Linked DNA regions of Mus musculus: all the other regions are linked to region 2. The links are chromatin contacts, called in public HiChIP or PLAC-seq maps. All regions are on one chromosome and are shown on one strand. The core of a region is the stretch at or near the end of the contact, and the rest is flanking DNA. Distances in the headings are between cores, read along the strand shown.

Evidence for each region. HiChIP or PLAC-seq counts read pairs in DNA pulled down with a chosen protein or histone mark.
Region 1: a contact with region 2 is called in an HNF4G HiChIP or PLAC-seq map of pancreatic cancer cells. The contact joins the enhancer-like site here to the promoter of Meis2 in region 2. A contact is called at or near these places in 1 of 39 promoter capture datasets (embryonic stem cells), 11 of 484 Hi-C or Micro-C datasets (3T3-L1-derived adipocytes, the C2C12 cell line, gonadal supporting cells and 5 more), 18 of 115 datasets of contacts at active chromatin or transcription factors (bone marrow-derived macrophages, craniofacial prominence, differentiating embryonic stem cells and 13 more) and 1 of 9 other capture datasets (embryonic stem cells).
Region 3: an H3K4me3 HiChIP or PLAC-seq map of neural tube shows a contact between it and region 2, with 4 times the contacts expected there. The contact joins the enhancer-like site here to the promoter of Meis2 in region 2. A contact is called at or near these places in 3 of 39 promoter capture datasets (cranial neural crest and embryonic stem cells), 1 of 15 datasets of contacts at CTCF or cohesin (pro-B cells), 1 of 484 Hi-C or Micro-C datasets (Th2 cells), 16 of 115 datasets of contacts at active chromatin or transcription factors (the NIH/3T3 cell line, acute myeloid leukemia, craniofacial prominence and 8 more) and 4 of 9 other capture datasets (adipose tissue, embryonic stem cells, macrophages and 1 more).
Region 4: a contact with region 2 is called in an H3K27ac HiChIP or PLAC-seq map of embryonic stem cells, with 10 read pairs. The contact joins the enhancer-like site here to the promoter of Meis2 in region 2. A contact is called at or near these places in 2 of 39 promoter capture datasets (both in embryonic stem cells), 9 of 484 Hi-C or Micro-C datasets (embryonic stem cells, neural progenitor cells and stem cell-derived motor neurons), 18 of 115 datasets of contacts at active chromatin or transcription factors (cardiomyocytes, craniofacial prominence, embryonic basal ganglia and 8 more) and 1 of 9 other capture datasets (embryonic stem cells).

Annotation. Positions count from the first base shown.
Region 1 is chr2:115,603,394-115,608,359 of GRCm38.p6, forward strand. All of the region lies in intron 1 of BC052040 (cDNA sequence BC052040), which reads left to right. Among named protein-coding and RNA genes, the nearest start is that of BC052040, 24 kb to the left of the region's middle. Within about 2 kb of position 2,513, at least 20 of the 459 cell types and tissues checked have an H3K27ac peak or open chromatin away from gene starts, as enhancers often do. A contact at or near this core is called in muscle stem cells, myocytes and pancreatic cancer cells, where this site is marked.
Region 2 is chr2:116,063,220-116,067,627 of GRCm38.p6, forward strand. Meis2 (Meis homeobox 2) reads right to left here and starts at 1,839. Exons shown (of 12, transcript NM_001159568.1): 1 at 1,583-1,839; 2 at 1-201. The coding sequence starts at 1,594. It overlaps G630016G05Rik (RIKEN cDNA G630016G05 gene), which reads left to right and starts at 4,006. Exons shown (of 5, transcript NR_153841.1): 1 at 4,006-4,121.
Region 3 is chr2:115,627,918-115,632,600 of GRCm38.p6, forward strand. BC052040 (cDNA sequence BC052040) reads left to right here. Exons shown (of 11, transcript NM_207264.4): 2 at 3,088-3,133; 3 at 4,019-4,083. Among named protein-coding and RNA genes, the nearest start is that of Mir1951, 8.5 kb to the right of the region's middle. Within about 2 kb of position 3,229, at least 10 of the 459 cell types and tissues checked have an H3K27ac peak or open chromatin away from gene starts, as enhancers often do. A contact at or near this core is called in neural tube, where this site is marked.
Region 4 is chr2:115,722,444-115,727,196 of GRCm38.p6, forward strand. The region is part of intron 10 of BC052040 (cDNA sequence BC052040); the gene reads left to right. Among named protein-coding and RNA genes, the nearest start is that of Gm52524, 52 kb to the right of the region's middle. Within about 2 kb of position 1,253, at least 37 of the 459 cell types and tissues checked have an H3K27ac peak or open chromatin away from gene starts, as enhancers often do. A contact at or near this core is called in embryonic stem cells, forebrain, neural progenitor cells and 2 more, where this site is marked.

The sequences.
Region 1 (4,966 bases), core at 1,263-3,762, 460 kb before region 2:
TAATGATGGCCAAAATGCCCATGGTACAGTCTTTTGTGTATTTTCATGGGTGACACTTTGAAAATGGAGCTGAGAAGAAAGTTATCCTGTACTTATTAATAAGCCTCCTCTCTTCCCTTACTTATCAGCCCTTGTGTTACATCCCTATCCTTTTCTCTGTGCTTTTCCAGCAGAGATGAACTGGCAGACTTGGAGACATAGTCCCTCCAACTTGCTCCCTCGTCCTTTTCTCTGCAGGTGAGTAGCAGAGCCTGAGGAGGAGGAAGGAAGGGAAGGTTGTACAAATCTCTCTAAGACATCTATGCCTTAAGTATTAGAGAAGAAATTCAGACTCGGACTTTGTATTAAACTGTTGAAGCTTCTTGGTATAGAACGGAAGACGTTAGTAATTCAGGAATTGCATCCTGTAGTTTAAGAAGCATTCTCATAGAGCAGCCTCCTTTTCCTTGTGCTTCTGCTTGATGGGCTGGGTTTTGACATAGAGTTTACAATCAGGCGACACTCACCCATTGAATATTTCAAATTGTTTCTTATTTTTATGTGGACTTTAATTTGCTGAAGACTTGCATTTATTTAAGAAGAGTGTGAAGAAGCTACTTCTGTTACATCACTAAACTTATGGTTTATCTCTGTGCAGAACAGACCCATGTCTTCCATAGACTGGAAGGAAGAGCTGCAAAATGGTAGGGGAGACAGACCGGTGGAAAGACAGTTACTGTCAGCTTCTTCCTTAGCACAGTTGTTGTGGGGGCGAAGAAACATCCTTAATGCCATTCTCAGAACTCTGTGTGTGTGTGTGTGTGTGTGTGTGTGTGTGTGTGTGTGTGTATGCACGTGCACATGACAGCTAAAAAATAGAAAATAAACCCCTCAACAAAGCAATAGCCGTGCGTTTGTGAGACATTAGCCGTTCCATACTGTGCTGGATGCAAATTGATAAAACATGCTTTTGGTAATATTTAAACCACAGAGACAGAACTTTAAGTAGATATGAAGTACAGTTAAACGCTAATGCTCAGCAATTCTGAATCTGGTTGTAAAGCTTTTACACCAAAATGTTATTGCAGTGTAAGTTCCCTGTAGCAAATGATGAAACCTTCAGACTTTCTGGGAAGGAGACAATTAGTTGGGGTGTAATCTGAACTTGGGTGTCTTGCCTTTGTGCTCCAGTTCCACCCTGAAGAGGGTAGTTCTGTACTTGACACATGCAAATGCTAAATACGGCAGCAGCATGAGGTCTCTGTCATTAGCAGTAATTTATGTAATGAAAGCCACCTGGCTGTTTTTTATAATTAATTGCTTGTAAATAATAAATTTAAATATAATTTATAGTTTTCTAAATTTGATTACTATACAGCCCCAACAGCAAACCTAAAAAATAATGGTGACTTCATAATTAAATAACATATTTTTAAAAGTAAATGTGTTTTGGAGAGTGATGGGAACCTCACCAATCCCCTTGTTAGCCTCTTCTCTAGTTGAGATGCTGATTTTGTAAGTCTCACTAATTTAACCTTTATATTGTCATTTCAGTTGATCTTTGAAATATATTCCTACATATAATTTAATACACAGAAGAAAATAGACTAATTAACATAAGTGAAGTTAACTCTACTGAAAAAAATGTGTTTAAGACTATGTCATAAAATTTTGAATGTATTTGAAGAAACTTTAAATGTGGGTGAGGCACCTATGGTGGTTTATTAAATACTGTAGTGATAGTAAGAGGCTTTGCCTGGGAGACTTATTAAATACTAAAGGTAACTATTCATTTAGGAAGGCTTTACAGTATATCTCTGCATTCATGGAGCCAGATGTACTAGCTGCCAGAGAGTTATTTTGATGCTGTGGCAAGTATTAGTGATTCACACGACTCAAAGAGAATGGGAAATTCTGAGCCCAGTCCTTGATGGTCTGTCATTAAAAGAGAAAGAAAGGAAAGACAGAAAGGGGTGGAAGAAAAAATAGAATTTATGCTTTATTTTTAAGACTGACAAATATGTTTACTGACACTTATATGAAATTTTCTCAAACTTTACACATTGGATTTTTAAAATTAATTTCTCTTTTCTCAGTGTATCTCCATTTAAAACTATATCCTTTAGATATTTACATTGTTATTTTGCCATATAGCAGTAAAGTTACTGCCATTGTCAATTTATGGAATGCATAGAATATATTAGGATTAATAGATTAGAAAATTATATAGCTCTGAGCTATAAACATAAATTAGAAAAATTCTCCATATGAGACTGTTAGTAAGTTGTACCATAATTTAGATAAATCAGTAATGCTGTTTCATTAGTTGAATCTCATTTTTTTTTTTTTTTTTTTTTTGATCTGCAATTCTCTATGTTCCTTGGAGAAAATCAGCTAGATCATGAAGAGCTTAGCTTTGTTAAATAGCAGCCTTGCACACTGGCTGCTTCTGAGATGGAAGAGTCAGTGAAGTTGGCCCTGTTTGCAGAGCTTCTGTCTGTGGTCAGGGTGACCACCATCAATCACCTCAACAGCTGACATCATACTTGTTCAGTGCCTGCTTTCCAAGGCCTTGAATAATCCCTTAAGAATTCAGAATGTTGTTGACTGCCCCCATTTTCATCACTGAAGAAAGAGGCTTTGCAACAGGTGCAGGGGCTGGGGGGAGGGAGGGTACTAATTGTAGGGTGTGCTTAATCTGACCAGAAGGGAGAGTGACTCCAAATTTGGTATCTTAGAGAGCAGAGTGACCTTTTAAAGTCCCAAGATGAGAATTGCCAACAATTGCAACAGGCTAATTATACCCACAAGGAGTTGTGAAGTGCTTTCAAGTTTTCATGTACACCTAGAAGTTCAGCCATTGGTTTGAAGTCATTAACATATGACAGATGCACTCCCCTTCCTGGGCTCCTGCGATAAGACTTGATTGTAGAAGTGGGAATTTGACCACAGCTTATCCCTTGCTTCATTAGCTTCTTTACAGACAAGCAGGGTGGGGTGTTTTGGTTTTTTTTTCTTTTCTTTCTTTCTTTCTTTCTTTCTTTCTTTCTTTCTTTCTTTCTTTCTTTCTTTTTTTTTTTTTTTGACTGTTATCTAACAATTCCCGAAGCCTCTTCACTTTCTGCAGACAAGAGGTCACAGCAGATAACCTCGATGCTGATTTTCCCAAAGCATGTCACACATGGACACTGTTAAATGTCTTTTGTATATAAATCCATAATATATTACACATATGTTTAATGTATCCCTAATTGTACCTTATGTGAGCTTGGATATTTCTTTTCCCATTTATATGATTTTTAGATATAGCAGCTTCAGTGTAATTTCTGGGTTGGATTTATTTATTTGTTGTCCTGGTGTGTGTGTTTCTGAGGATCCAGCCCCAGGCTCCCTATAAGCCAGGCAAGTGTCTGACCAATTTTTGGTTTAGATGATAACTGAATATGTGACTTCTATGTGCATAGATTTGACCACTCTTTAAAGTTGTTGAGAGCAGAGAAATGAAATTTGGGTCCTCTCCTCTTAGTCTCCGGGCTGACCTGTTGTTCCCGAATCAGGAATAAATGGTATAGGGGATAACATGTAGAAGGGTGGATATCAAGCAACAAGGGGCCTTATGACGTAACCCCAGAACTGCAGCTCTTAACTGAAATGGCTTTTCATTACCTGGTTGAAAAGCACCTAGAATAAGCCATTTTGGATTCTAGTGAAAAGGCCGCTGCTGGGTGAGACCAGTCTCTAGTAGTTTAATTTCCCTTCTTGGTATCTTTGTATTTTATTTCAAGTGGACTTTCTTAACACACACTGAAATATTTTTTCCAGTTCTTTCCTGTTGGGTTAAAACCTGTTTATAGGAGTCACGCTTCCCTTAAGCTCTGGGGTATGATGTAGATTTTGTCTTCCCAGAGGGCATACTCATGTTTAGTTGTGTTCCCATCAATTACCACCAAGGCCTTTTTGTGCAATTAGGGGGGTGGTTAATTTACTGTAAGTAAAGTTACTACCTGTCTAGGGATTAACTGATCCAGGTTGGAAGTCACAGACTTTTGAGTTTGGTTTCAAAGCAGGAGTTGATTTCTTAACTCTCCACTGCTGTTTTGGTAGCAGTTTCTGGGTTAGTTTGTGATCTTGGTGACAGCAGGTGTTTTCTTGGTTCTGATTCTCAAGGCTGAATAAACTGTGTTGGATAAAATGATAAGTGTCATTGGAAAATCCTAGCAACAGGTGCCTTTGCACTTGATACCATTGGCAGGGAGGGAGCTGCAAGGGGCTTCTGCTGCCTCCATTGTGGACTGTCTGTCAGTACTCTGATGGCTAGAAACTACGGCCAGGATGGTGTTCGGTTGATAGCTGATACCTCAGGGAAATAAAATCTGCAGGAAAATTGATGCTGGACCTCACAGAATATAAAGATGTCATTTTACAATGTTTAAAGCCAGCTATGGAGAATAGCAAGTTCACTAAAGATTATTTGTTGTTAAAAAGGTTTTCAGTGTAGTCTGTGCCATGAAGTGACTCACTTCATGTGACCCCAATTCGAGAGGGAGTACATTCCATCTGGATCTTCACTTCTCTGGAAAAAAATGGCCCAAAGGATCACAACCAACTTCTTTGCCATTAATTGGTCTTTCCTTACTCTTTATTTTATTTTACTTTATTTTATTTGTAGGTAATGTATTTATTTTTACTTTTTACTTTTAGTTTTTGAGTCTTACTGTGTACTCCTGGCTGACTTGTAGCTCCCTATGTAGACCAAGCTGGCCTGGAACTCCCAGAGATCTGCCTGTATCTGCCTCCTGAGTGGTGGGATTAAAGGCATGCACCACCCCTGCCTGGCTAAAGTTTTTATTATTTAGCATGTTTTTTACAAATTGTTTTTATTTTAGACAGTATGTTAAATATTTTTAAAAAACTTGGCAAGAAGTTTCTTGAATATAATTTAAAGAGTTAGTTTAGTGTTTTAGTATTGTATTTTTAATTTTATCTT
Region 2 (4,408 bases), core at 589-3,088:
GTCGTTGACAGCAGATCCCATGCTGGCTGGCATGACATTGGGGTGCGGGGCGTGCGCGCCGTAGTGCTGCGTGGCGTGGAGCGGCGGCCCGTGGTTTAGGTGGTGAACCGGGGGGATCGGCCGCGGCGCGTGAGGGTCTCCGTACATGGAAGCGGGAACCCCTACTCCGTCCATCCCGCCGTAATGGGGCAGCTCATCGTACTGTCAGAGCCCGGGCAAGAGGAGGGGGCGGTGGCACAGAGTAAGAGAGAACCCAGGGGGGCAGAGGCAGGAAAGCAAAGGAACCCGGAGCAAAGAAAAGAGGGTACAGAGGAGTGGGGATGGAATAGAGATAGGGGGTGTAAAGACGGATGAGAGAGAGAGAGAGAGAGAGAGAGAGAGAGAGAGAGAGAGAGAGAATAAAAACAAAGTCAGAAAAAAAGAAAAGTACCGGACACAAGTTAAACACACTACAAACCAAACCAGGAGAAAAAACAGATTTGAAAGTTGGGAGAGGATGTCGTAAATTTTAAAATTAAAGTCTGAGCCGAGAGCAGCATTCAGGGAAGGCAGATCAGGCGGAGAGGCCGGGGACGCCGGGTGGGGGGTGGGGGGGCACAGGGAGGCCCCGCTCCCGCTGGAGGCTGCAGAACCCCAGCGAGCCAACCCAGGGAGAAGTGGAGTTAGCAAGAGAAGGAAGCCCCGGATCCCACCCCTTACCCCCCTTCGCCTCCTCCAGGAGATCCAATAAATCAAAGGGCGAAATGAAACAAAATAAAGAGAAGAAAAACGCTAATAATCAGGCCGAGAACGGCAAGGACAAGGGAAGACTAGGGTCGGTGCCTCCCCGGGGGCTAGGAGCTGAGGGTGGGGAGGAATAACGTGAAAGTTACCAGAAACATTATTTAGCAGCGGATTCCCTGCGTCCTTGTCAATTTCAGAGACAAAACAAGCAGCCGGGGCTAGTCTAGGCAGCGCGGCCCCACGCCGGCGGCTCCTACGCAGCCCGCGCCCGCCCGGAGCCGCGCGAGTAGCGGCGAAAGAGGCGCAGCGGCGGCGGCAGGAGAACCCGGGGAATCACGCTGCCGGGGTAAAAGCTGGAGCGAGGCGAAAGCGTGTAACAATTGCACACAAGTACACACACACACACACACACACACACACACACACACACACACCACTCACACGCTCTCGCCGCCCGCAGAGAACCCGGGGAATCACGCTGCCGGGGTAAAAGCTGGAGCGAGGCGAAAGCGTGTAACAATTGCACACAAGTACACACACACACACACACACACACACACACACACACACACACACACACACACACACACCACTCACACGCTCTCGCCGCCCGCCCGCTCGCTCAGCGCTGGGACACGCGCGGCCAGACACGCACACACGCACGCACACACACTCTCACACACGCAGAGGCACAGGGGGGAAAGAAGCCGGTGAATAATTTTGTTACTATTTTTTAAAATACTGGCCGCCATCATCATCAAGCAACCAGCAGCAGCCAGCTCAAAGGGAGAGAAGGCATGGGGCAGGGCCCTGTAGGAGAGGATTTATATCTAGGTAAGTGTTGGAGATTTAAACCTACCCTTTGCGCCATCAGTCTGCGCTCCAATAAACTCCTGGATGTGTCGTATATTTAATATCCCAGTCCGGATAAGAAAGTGAGCTAGGTTGAAGAGTCCTTTTTTTCCAAACCAAGGAGACTTCTCCCAATTTTCCAATGTTATTTTTTGGGGGGTGGGGAAAGCCCAGTCAAGAAAACGAAGAATTTTTTTCAGTGATATTTCTTCTTTTTCTCTTTTTTCCTCTTCTTCCTCCTCCTCCTGATCTTCCTCCTCCTCCCCCTCCTCCCCCTCCCCTCCTCCTCCTCTTCGGTCCTCCTTTACTCCTCTTTCTCTTCTTTTCCTCTTAGTTGAAAAAAAAAAAGAAAAGAAAGAAAAGAAAAAGAAAAAAAATTGTCAAGCCCCCGAACTGAAGGTTACGAGCGGCCAGTCAGCAGCCCACATGTAACCGAACTGTCGAGTTTCATGGCTTTTTGCCACTCCAGCTGTCAATCAAAGCCCGGAATGTCAAGGTAGTGAATGAATGATGGTTGATGATGATGAAGAGGAGCAATCTTTCAGACCCGTTTTTTTTTTCTTCCAGTAAAACTCCGCGAGGGGTTTCTGCTTCTTGAATTCTTCCTCCCCCCTCCCCCCTCTTTTAGCTTTGCCCCCAAAATAGCTCTAATATGATCCTCTCTTTTTAAAGTATTGTTCAAAGAAAGCAAGGAGAAAACCAAGAAAAAAATGAATAGTTTGCAAAAATTGGACTTCCTCCCCCCCTCTCTGGTAGGTATTTTGTCTTTCCCTCTCTCTCTTTCTCGCTCGCTCTCACTCGCGCTCGCTCTCTCGCGCTCTCTTTCTCTCTCTGGGAGATGAGTGAGTGTCAGTAGGTGTTGGCAGGTTGGCTGCAGCCGGGCTTATAGTAGAGCCTCAGTTTGGCGGCGCGGGTCGGCGGCGGGAGAACGAAATGACGGAACCCGGAAGTCGTGGTGGCCATAGCCCGTCCTACGGCGGAGACACATCCCGAGAGTGGGGAGCTGGAGCGAGGAGGAGCGCGCAGCGCGGAGCCTCTGATATGCAGCGAGTGCGGTCGGACGGCCCCGGGGGGGGGGGGGGGGGCTGGGGAAGGGGAGGCTGGAGCGGAGAGGACCGGAGCAAATCAGCAAGCCTGCTTCTCCAGGGGGACGACGCGGGAGGGAGAGGAAGAGGGGAGGGAGGGGGGATGAGGGAGGGGGAAAGGGGGAAGGGAGGGAAGGAGGGAGAGCGACAGGAGAGGGAGAGAGAGGGAGAGAGAGAGAGAGAGAGAGAGAGAGAGAGAGAGAGAGAGAGAGAGAGAGAGAGAGAGAACACGCGTGATTGGAGGGGGAAGGAAGAGAGGTGGAAGAGGACAGGGAGAGCGCAGACAGGAAAACTGCAGAAAGCCACAGGGAAAGTACGGTACAGACTCAGATCTTTTTATTTTCAACTTACTTCTCGTTTATTTCCCCACCACTCCTCTTGGCTCCTGCCTAACTGGGTCGCGTTGGGGATGTTTGGCATGGCGCTCTAGCTTTTGTTCGTTTTAATTCCGCGGCCCCCTTCCTCTGCCGGCGGATTACTAGGTCCCGAACTCTGCCACTACAACCTAGAGCAGCAAGCTCCGCCAACTGCACCACCGCCAGGCTAGGATTTTTGTTGTTGTTGTTGTTGTTGTTGTTGTTAAGTGGTACTTTCTTTCTCGTGCAGATGCAGAGCCCTTTTTGTCAATATTCATTTTTGTCTAGTACAAGATATGAGCAGCTGAACTCGGAGCATAGTCCCTCGGTGCGCTGCAGACAGTGTAGACCACCATTGAGAGTCTAGGGGTCCTGGGCTCAATCTGGAGGGAGAAAGCAGGATGAGAGTTAGTAGGGCGGGAGTTAGTGGGGTAGGAGTTAGAGGAGAGGGAGTTGTTTGGTGTTTGTTGTTTACCGATGTAGACAAGTGTGTGTGTGTGTGTGTGTGTGTGTGTGTGTACGCGCGCGTGCGTGCGTGCGCGTGACCGCTGTGCGCCTCTAAAGTGAATCTTGGATCTAGGAAGCACCGGAGGAGAAAGATTAAAAAGCATGTGAGACAGAAGATGCTTGCGAGGAGTGGCTGGCTCTGGCTGCCCAGCTTTGTTGTGGTTGCCCTGGGCGCAGCGGTTGTAAAGAGGGCTAAAGGCTGAGTTAATTACACCGGGAGGATTTCGCTGGATGGGGACCATGGGACTGGCTCCTAAAGTTTTCCCAAAAGGAAAAGGAAGCGAGTAGGGTTAAAAAGGTAAATACCCGACTAGGTTTTGGTAGAAACTAGTTCTGGCCGGGGTCCCGCCCAATCCCTGGCCGGAGTTCCAGCTGGCTTTACCTCTGCTCTGCTGTTTCCCCGCGGCTGCGCGTCAATCACCGAGAGACGAGAGCTGGGGGCGGAGCTTTGGTCACCCGGCGCGCGTAGCCGGGTTCACCCTGCCGCCACCAGGCAGCTGGCAGCGCGACCCAGCCACGCACTGGGAGCGCGCCCTCTCCCCAACTTCTCACCCTCGCCCTGGGTTCCGGGCCCCAGGCCCAGAGAATAGCAAACAGAGTAAGGGTTTGCTGTTCAACTGCGGCCTCCCTCCCCAACTCTGAACCATCCCGTGACAGAAAGCAGCGCCTCCTGCAAGGGTGCCTTTGACTGGACTTTCTCATGGGGGCGGGGGTGGATGGGAGTGGTTAGGTATAGTAGAGTGGTGTGTGTGTGTGTGTGTGTGTGTGTGTGTGTGTGTGTGTGTGTGTGTGAGAGAGAGAGAGAGAGAGAGAGGACTTACAGAGAGAGGGAGAGGGAGACGGAGAGGGAGAGGGAGGGAGGGAGGGAGGGAGAGAGAGAGAGAG
Region 3 (4,683 bases), core at 1,979-4,478, 430 kb before region 2:
GGTAGAGTACCTTCTGTTTCTATTTTGTGGAATAGTTTGTGAAGAACTGGGATTAGATCTTCTTTGAAGGTCTGATAGAACTCTGCACTAAACCCATCTGATCCTGGGCTTTTTTTGGCTGGGAGACTATTAATGACTGCTTCTATTTCTTTAGGGGATATAGGACTGTTTAGATCGTTAACCTGATCTTGATTTAACTTTGGTACCTGGTATCTGTCTAGAAACTTGTCCATTTCATCCAGGTTCTCCAGTTTTGTTGAGTATAGCCTTTTGTAGAAGGATCTGATGGTGTTTTGGATTTCTTCAGGATCTGTTGTTATGTCTCCCTTTTCATTTCTGATTTTGTTAATCAGGATGCTGTCCCTGTGCCCTCTAGTGAGTCTGGCTAAGGGTTTCTTCCTGCATTTCTTCATCCTTGAAATAAGACAAGTGGCGGGTGAGGTTGGAGGGTAGTGAGTTAACCTCTCAGAACTGGACACTAGACAGACTGGAGTTTACTGCTGCCATGGTGTGAATTCCATGCAGGAAACTGCATGTGAAGAAACTCGTTCTAACTTTGAAAATATTTTCTGGGTGGAGACTCTATAGCCAACGCTGCAGGAGATCTGGTCACTGCCCTCTAGTAAGTAGAGCAGTCCATAATCTACTGCTCCTTTTCTGGCCACAGAGGGAATTCTCACTGCCTTCCTGGCTCTTTGTGAGCCTGGTGGCCTGTGTGCCTGCACAAACTTTACCTCCAGGACCTCTTGGCACCAGCACACCGGGGAAAGTCCAGGAGGAAGACCCTGGGTCAGTGCCCGAGGTGGCACCAAGGCTCCTTTTCTGGTTTTTTCATTTGCACTTAGGTTCCTTTGTCCTTGCGAGATCAACACATACTAGAATAGAGGGTTGACATGCAAATTATTTAGCAGGATCACTTATTTTTCCAAAGCATTCTTGAGCCAGTCTTCCTTGTTGTACCAGAAGTTGTGTTATGTGGTTTTGTTTGTTTTGTTTTCTTCTTACCAATGTTTGTGGGTGGGACTCTAGCTTCCTTCTCACAGAGAAACTCGGTCTCATGCCCATGCCACTGAACTAAGCAGTTTAAAGACCTTCTCTACTAAAATAGAGGGTCTCATTCTACAGTACTCCCAAGTCCTGACCAGGCTCACTTCTTTTCTCTTTTTTTCCCGACACATGGTTTTCTGTCTAGCCCTGGCTGTCCTGAAACATCCTCTACATCACACTGGCCTGAAACTCACAGCTGTGGCATCTTTTCTCTTTCCAACAAATACTTCTATAGTACACTTTGAAACCTAGAAGTGGATCTTCTGTGTACTGCCAAATTTCTAATAACATCAGTCTATTTTGTCCTATGAAGAGAGGTCACTTAATCATGGGTAGATAGGAAACATTTTACTTTCTTAGAGTTGTTTCTCAAGATTAGACCATAATTTTGGCATCTTTTTCAGAAGCTTATATCAGTAACCCTACCAAGGTATGTGATTTTCATGTTACATTCTGGCAAACCAGATATGCATGCGCATGCACACACACACACACACACACACACACACACACACACACACACACACACACACAGTTTTTTAAAAGATGATTTCTAATTTTAAAAGGAAATTGAGAAAATTGATTTATAAATTTATAATTGCCCTCAGACATTTCTCGCTAATTTTTGATGTACTGAAGTAGTTCTTTAATTATATATGCACTTTCCATGGTGACTATCTGTAGATCCCCCCAACTCCTATGATGGTCTCAGTCTGTTTGTCTGTCTGTCTCTTTCTATCTTTCTTTCTTTCTTTCTCTGTTCCCCACCTCTGTTTTGATAGTGTTTCACTCTGAAGCCCAGGCTGGGTAGTTAATTGCTATGTAGACCTGAAACTTTTAGCAGTCCTCTTGCCTCAGTTTCCAGAGTACTGGGATTATATTTAAATTATTTTATACATATTTGTATTGAATATGTATGTGGACATGTATGCATGCCATGGCACACATGTGGAGGGTAGACAATGTGAATCTTAGAGATTAAACTCAGGTTGGCAGCACCTTTATTCTCAGAGCCATCTTGATGGCCCTATTAATTTTATTTTTCTTTTCTTTAAAACTGTCTCATTGGTCCTGGTCAGGAGGATCAGAAGCCAGACCCCATGATGATTTCCAGAAGTTGCTGGCAATGGCAGTGAGCAGGCAAACATGGAGTCATTTTTATTTCAAACTCTCTAAACTGGTGACATGCTTGGGTGGGTTCATTCATAAATAAAAAAAGTCAATGTTCACAAGAGCGTTGGCATACTGTGAACGTCAAATTATCTAAATTGCAGTCTCTTTGGTTTGCATTTACCTGAAGGCTGTATCAAAAGTAGTCAGATCTGATAAGGTGCAAGTATCCACCAAGGGCAGTCAGAGGCAGGAGTAGATGCTGGTGACATCTTACAGGAACATTCCATCTCTAAAGCAGACAGTTGTAGAAGCAAACGCCCTATTTGGGAAGAAGGTATCCCTAGTGTTTGGGGCTGTGACATCCTGGGTAAGGATAGCTGTAGTCTCTTGAGAGTGAGTTCTTCTGTAGCCTGCCACATCCTGATGCCTTCTGTTTTCAGAGCTGGCCAGAGAGTGTTCCATTAGCCTCTGTGCTACCTCTAGTTAAGACCAGTGTTTCCCCCCATGAATCTGGGATAGCCAAGGAGATAAACCTGGGAATGCTGACAGTCTGTAAAAAATGTTCTCCCTGCTGTTCCCAGGAGTAACTCACTTGTTTGTGGCCAGAAACCTTTTTCTTGTGGTCCTTTGTAGTATAAAACCCCATTTTATATTACAGATATGATGCAGCCGTCCTGAGGTTGCAGAGAATCCAAATGATATGCCTCCTGCATCAGGACCGGCTCTTCCCCATCCGCTCTTCCTCTCTCCTTGACCTCATGGCAGGAAGCCTTTGTGTGAGGTTCTCATCTGGAACAACTTCTCCACACTTGTTTTCGTGTTCTGTTGGATTACAGGGCAGCGGACCTACCTTTGAAGGTCCTTTCTCTTTTATTTCTTTGCTGTGCACTCCAGTAATTAACTTTGTCCTTCTTTTATTTGTTCCAGTCAATCGCAGGCCACTCTGCTGAGCATCTTCTCCCAGGAGTACCAGGTTAGAAGTTTTCTCCTTTGTGAGGGTTGACAGGTGCCTAATTGAATGATGAATGTCCCTTTATTTCTTTGTAATTGAACTGCCAGCTCTCTGATTGGGCTGGAGGATGGTCTCCTTGCCACATCAAGCAGCGCCTGCGTCTCAGTGGAGGCCTGCCAAGCCTACCCATCCATCTGTCTAATAACATCTAGCCTTTGCTTATTTGGTGGACCTGTAATAAATTATGCTAAAGCATTATTATTCTGACAATAATAATTTCCCCGTGTTGCGTGGCTCCATGTGCTAAATGTTTGCTGACTTGCACTGTCAGTGCCGCTTCCCACTGCTGACAGAGATGATGATAAATGACCACTGCTGGAGTGGCAGAAGGCAAGAGAGGCAGAAAATGGAGTCATTTATCATGAGATGACAGGTGTCAGTCAAGTGGCAAGTCTCTATGGAATTACTTTTTGTAGTTTTCAAATAAGTTGTTTTTAAGCAATGTTCTTCCTGGTTAAATATGGCAATTGGGTTGTAAAGCCCGAGTGCAGAAGACTTAGATGGAATTGAATTGAGGGAAAATTAATACAAAGGTTGGAAGAGGGAACAAGTTTTCCTCTGCCCTCTGCAGCCCGAAGCAAACTTATTTAGATTCAATTACTATGACCCTGGTGGCTTTTACATATAGACTGTACTTGTGGTACAGTCTGAAGACATCCCAGCCAAGCAGGAGATTAAAATGCATAGATGGAGTAGCAGGAAAAGAAATCTTGCCACCACCCAAACCCCCAAGCCATTAGCCATTTGCCCCGTATGCTTGCTACTGGGATGAAGAAATATGTCTTTGCTGTTCTTGACTCTGATCTGTGACACAACATAAAGATGTTTTTTTGTGTTTTGTTTCAGAAACATATTAAAAGAACACATGCCAAACATCACACTCCAGAAGCGATTGAAAGTTACTACCAGAGGTATGACCTGCCTGCCCCACTAGAGGGTATCACAGTACCTATTAATTGCTCTAATTATTATGAATAAATTAGATCATTAAACTGCCTTTCTATACTGTATTAAGACTGTTACTTGAAACTTGTAGTGTGTTTTGTAATGAGTTTTTAAGTGCTTCAGTTGGCATGTGTCAAGAATATGGCGATGGTGTCCATTTAGGTGTGTACACATGACGTATATGAGATGACACTGTTACGGAATCTGACTTAGCTCCTTAACACTTTGAGTAAGTGCACATCTTTTATGGTTACATTTGTTCATGTATACATATGCCTTACATGTATATGTGGCAAGTTTTCAAACCAATTATATACTAACATTTCATTATCATTCAATTGTTGATGGACAACTAGATTGGTTCATTTTCCTTGCTATGGTGAGTAAACAGCAATAAATATAGGGTTCCGATATCTCTATGGTAGGGTCTAGACTTTCTGAGTTTAGGCTGAGGAATGAAAGAATTGGAGCAAATGGTAATTCCATTTTAAATTTTTTGAGAAATCTCCAAACAGACTTGTACAATGTCTGTATTAACTTGTATCCCAGCAAGAGAGTAATAAGCA
Region 4 (4,753 bases), core at 3-2,502, 340 kb before region 2:
CCTTTCCAACCTCTCCTGTCCCTTTACTTCCTCCTATAATGTTAGAAAAGTTAATTAACAACTAAATCAGAATGTATTCCTCTTTACATAAGATTTACTTGCATTTACATGGCTGAGATCCTATCACCCCTCAACATAGGCTGTCAACTTTTTATGTATACAAAATAACCCTGCCAGTTACACTACAGTGGAGTCTCCCATAACCTTAAAACTTCCCCTTAACCCAAAATGCACCTTGTTTTCTGTATTGAAAGGTAGAGTCTGGGAGCCTGCTCTGTCCCCTTCTGTTGAGTCTCTCTCCCACAAACTACCTGGAAAAGGACATGGTCCATTTTGAAGTGATTTTGAACTTGCTGAGTATCCGTGGCTAGTGGGAAACATAAATTAAAGCTCACATTTCAGGAACAGGTAGAAAGGGAGCGAGGGAACTCTCTGTTTCCTGGGCTGCTGCGAGGTGATAGCTGTTAAAAAGCTGTCTGCTAAGGCATCCCAAGCTAATGCAAATTAGCAGTTGTTTTCTTTCAGAACTGTATGACTGAATAAACATTTACCATTTGTTTCCTTTCTACTCATCTCTTAAAACAGTTGCTACAGGTCTTAATAGTAAGACTCGAAACATATAATGTATTAGCCTTGGCACATCAAAATATTGTTCATCTTCCAAACTTGAGATATTCCAGTTTGGCTTCTCACTGAGTTTATAATGTTTGAGTGTATGTATCTAAAAACGCATCTTACTAATCTCCTGGAATTGGTTTTTTTTTTTTTTAAGTGCCTGTAACTTGTCACTATTCCCAGCTTCAACATGGCCTGTCACTTGTGAGATTGACTGGCATTGTGCTGGACCTCAGTCTTAGAGAACCCCCAATATGAAATCTGAACCACAGATACCTATTTTGGAAGAGAGGCCTGTGATATTTGTGCAAATTAATAATGAGGTTAAAATGGAGTTGAGTTAAAATGAGACAGCTGTGCTCCTTGCTTTTTATGCAAGCCTTTTCTCATGCCTTACAGGGCCACCTTTTCTCATGGTACCAGTGTGGCAACGGCCAGGGGTAAGGAATTCCACCAAGTGAACAACAAACAGTATCTAGTAAATTCTTGTTCCGAGCTCTCCTGAAAGGTTTATTCCAATGCAGTCGTTAACATTCCTGGAGCCTGTGTCTGCCAAGTGCTTGCACTCAGTTCACAGGCTTCCAATTTAGCATGACAAAGTTGCTCCCATTTGCAAATGGGAAACCTGGAGCCCCAAATGGAGCCTCACAGTGAACTGCGCCCGGGGATGAGATCCTAGAGATACAGTATAAAGGATTATCTAGGATCATGTGGATGGTTCGCGGTCGCTTTGTCTGCCTGCTGGGTTAGATCATTCTTGGCAAGTTGGGTGAATTAGTATCCTATTCCTGAGAGCCATTTCATTACCTAGTTTGGAACTCTTCCACGCCCTGAAAAACGTCCATTGAAACTTTTATCAATGGTATTTGCATAGACAAAATAGAATCAAACTATTGACATCTTCTTTTAAAAAAAGAAAAGAAAAGAAAGAGAGAAAGAAAGAAAGAAAATGTATGTGAATAGTTTGTCACTAAAGACAATTTATCCAAAGGCACCTGTCTCCTCTAAGGACTCTGCCTAAAAGGGTTTTTTGGAGGAGCTTGGTGAATTTTTTTGTCTTTAAAATAAAGTAGTTTTTTGAGGTAAGAGAGAAGCTTAGTTTTTGAAATGGCACAATGAATAACAAAGGTCTCTTTTCACCTCCAAAAAAGCGGGGACTATAAAGGACATTTGTTAGCCTCTTGAGGAAGAATTATGCTGTTAATCTGAAAGTCTAGATATAAGAAGGTTTGCAGGACAAGCAGAGCAGGTAAGGTAGAGAGACCCTGGCTCTAAAAGCAGCCTGTTTCACGTGGATGGTCACATCCGAGCTCCAATTCAAAGTCCAGTGGTTTCCTAGTGAGCAGGACAGCTGGCCAGTAAAGGTCAAGGCGTCTGACATTGAACGACCCATCCATGCCCATATCCTCTCATCCGGCCCCACTAGCTTGTCAATCAATATCTGTCACTTATTTGGAAGCTGCAGGTTCCCCCTTCACCCACCATGGCCTTAGGTGGATGTGGTTCGTGTTGGGGATGAGAAGAGTCTTCAAACAGTAAAATGAGGAACAAACAGATTGGTTCTGAGCCAGCGAGAGCAGTGAGACAGGTGGACAAGGTTTTCTGGGGCCACTCCCTTGCTGTCCACTGTGGAGTTTTCCTAAAGACTCCTTCAGAAGGCAAATACTAAGTTACTAGTCTCCTTTTAAAGAAATAGAAGGATAAAAGCCAGGTGTTGGAAACAAGGAGAGTTACAGAGTCCACAACTCCACAGTTCTCATGCATGTGTATCGTTCTCATGAGTCGATGTTCAAGCACTCCAGCCTGAATCCACAGTCCTCAGGATATTTGAAAAGGCTATACAGAGAAGCCGCTATGTGATGGCGTTTAAGGGACAGAGAAGCAGAGCGAAGGCTTAGGAGCGGGAGTGCAGTAGTCACAGTTACAGCACCTGAAGCCAGGATGGGATATTCTCTCCTAATTAGTGCTGAGGATTAATTAGGCACAAAGTTACAAGCCTTGAAAGAATTTCATCATTATTTTTCTTTGATTTTCTTTTCTATATTAAAAAAAAAAGGCCCACCCCATCATTTTCTATTTTAGCAGTTTCCACAACTTAAACATTAAGTTCTTATTGTTTGATTTCCGTTATATTAGGAGTGTGTGTTTTGCAATTCTAATCTTCGGGCTTTCCTTTCTTATCACTGAAGTGGGCCTTTTGAAGCTGGGAAATTTTTCATAGCAATATTGACAGTGTTCACATTTGCATGATGACAGCCAAGGAATGGAGCAGTAATTTTTGAAATTGCAGAAGTATTTAGAACACTGATAAAAGCTGAAATATATTTTTGATGGATTGAAGTTAAGCATACATGATTTTTTTCCTGCTGTCAAAAGGCTCTGAATTTAGTGAATATTTGCCTGCTGCGAGAATGCAAGATTAACATCACAACCATCACCCGGGCACCCAAACCCTGCAATTTAATAGCTTTTTAGGTTCTTTCCTTTTTCTAAACAGCAATTAATCTCATTTTAGTACAATTTTCTCGTTTCTGAAGTCGCTCATTGAATCGCTGTTTTGTTCATATTTGGCTTCAGCTTCTCTGCATAGTCATTAAAGTCCCAATTAATGTCGCCTTTAGCTGAAGAGTGCTCATTTTTATTGAGAAAATGACAGTTGCTGCCATGAGTAGTGCAGTGTAATATACATTAATTGCCCTGTAACACTGGTAATTACGAGTTTTTCAAGCCTCTCAGTAAACTGTCATGCCTAGACAAGACTGCGCTAAAATAGATTACTCATTAGGGAGACCTGGCCTATTTTCTGGTGGGTTCTTAGTGTTGGTTTAAAAAAATAAAAAAATAAAATAAAATAAAAAGAAAGAAAATCTTGAGCCTGAACAAATAGTTGCCAAGAGCAATTTCCTCCAACAATATTCTTGTGCCGGGTTTTTCAGCCATCACTTAAGATTGTGGTCAGAAAACAGACAGGATGCAGCAGATGCTGCAGCTAGTGAGCCTCGTGCATTTATTTCCATGGCTCACAAGAACAGACCTAATGCTGCTCCACTGGGGTTGAATAGCCTGGAACCAAAGAGGGTTGCTAGGGGTTAACACTTGCTCGTTCTCGAGAGACTGGTGACAGCCTGGAAGCCAAACTCATCAAGTCCCCTACCACTGCTCGGATCCCTGTAAACCCTGAAGGAGTACAGAACTCTGACCCCAGCACAGAACCTGTCTATATAGTGGTCGGCTGTCATGTTGTTTTCAAATGCTAAAAGTCCCTCAGTGAGAAAAGCAAGAATCTTATATGTAAATCTGCCAAGTTTTCAGGTGATAGTTGCCACCTGGTAAATTCAGCTGATTTTTTTTTCCCCTCCAAATCATGTTCCAAATTTTTGTGTGGATGTAATTTTCCTACTTCCCATTGCCACTGTGTTTCACAGGCTGGGGGTCTTAATGCAAAGTGAACATGAGAGAAAGCCCTTGGTTTCTCAGAATTGAGAAAAAACGAACCCTTCCTCGAATCCATGCCGAAAGCAGGTGTTCTAACAGTCTGCTCTCACCCACTCTCTCTAAATGAATTTTGTCACAGCCTTTCAGATTTCCTTGTGGTGACGAGCTAATGAAAGTAGATAGTACAATTTGTGCTGACCAGGTAGCGAGTGCCAGCTCACAGCTGAGGATAGCTTTAAATAAATAAATAAATAAAAAGCAGCATCATATCACTGCTTCGCCCATTACACAGCATTAATAGTGAGAGACCTTGGTGTGTTTATCTGTTTGTATTGGTGTGCATTTATCGAATTGTTTGTGACAAGACTAATTGGGGTAATTGTAGACACTGAAATTACCTGTCAGCTATATGTAACCACACTCCCTTTCTTTCTGACAAACGATGACAACTGAGGGACCCCATAGCATTACTCATGATGGCTTTTCGAGTGGTAATAAGGACAATAGGGGCCCTGGCTAATTTGACATGGACAGCCTTCACAACAAGAAGCCAGCTAAATGACTTGTCAGGAGGGGAGAGAAGTCAGAAAAGTAATGGAGTCCCCCATGGAGCTCTGACAGGGAGATGGGGCAATTTCGACGGGAAGTGAAAGGGTTTCAGTTTGTCAAGTATTTAGAACAATCAGAGAACAGCTAGAGGCTG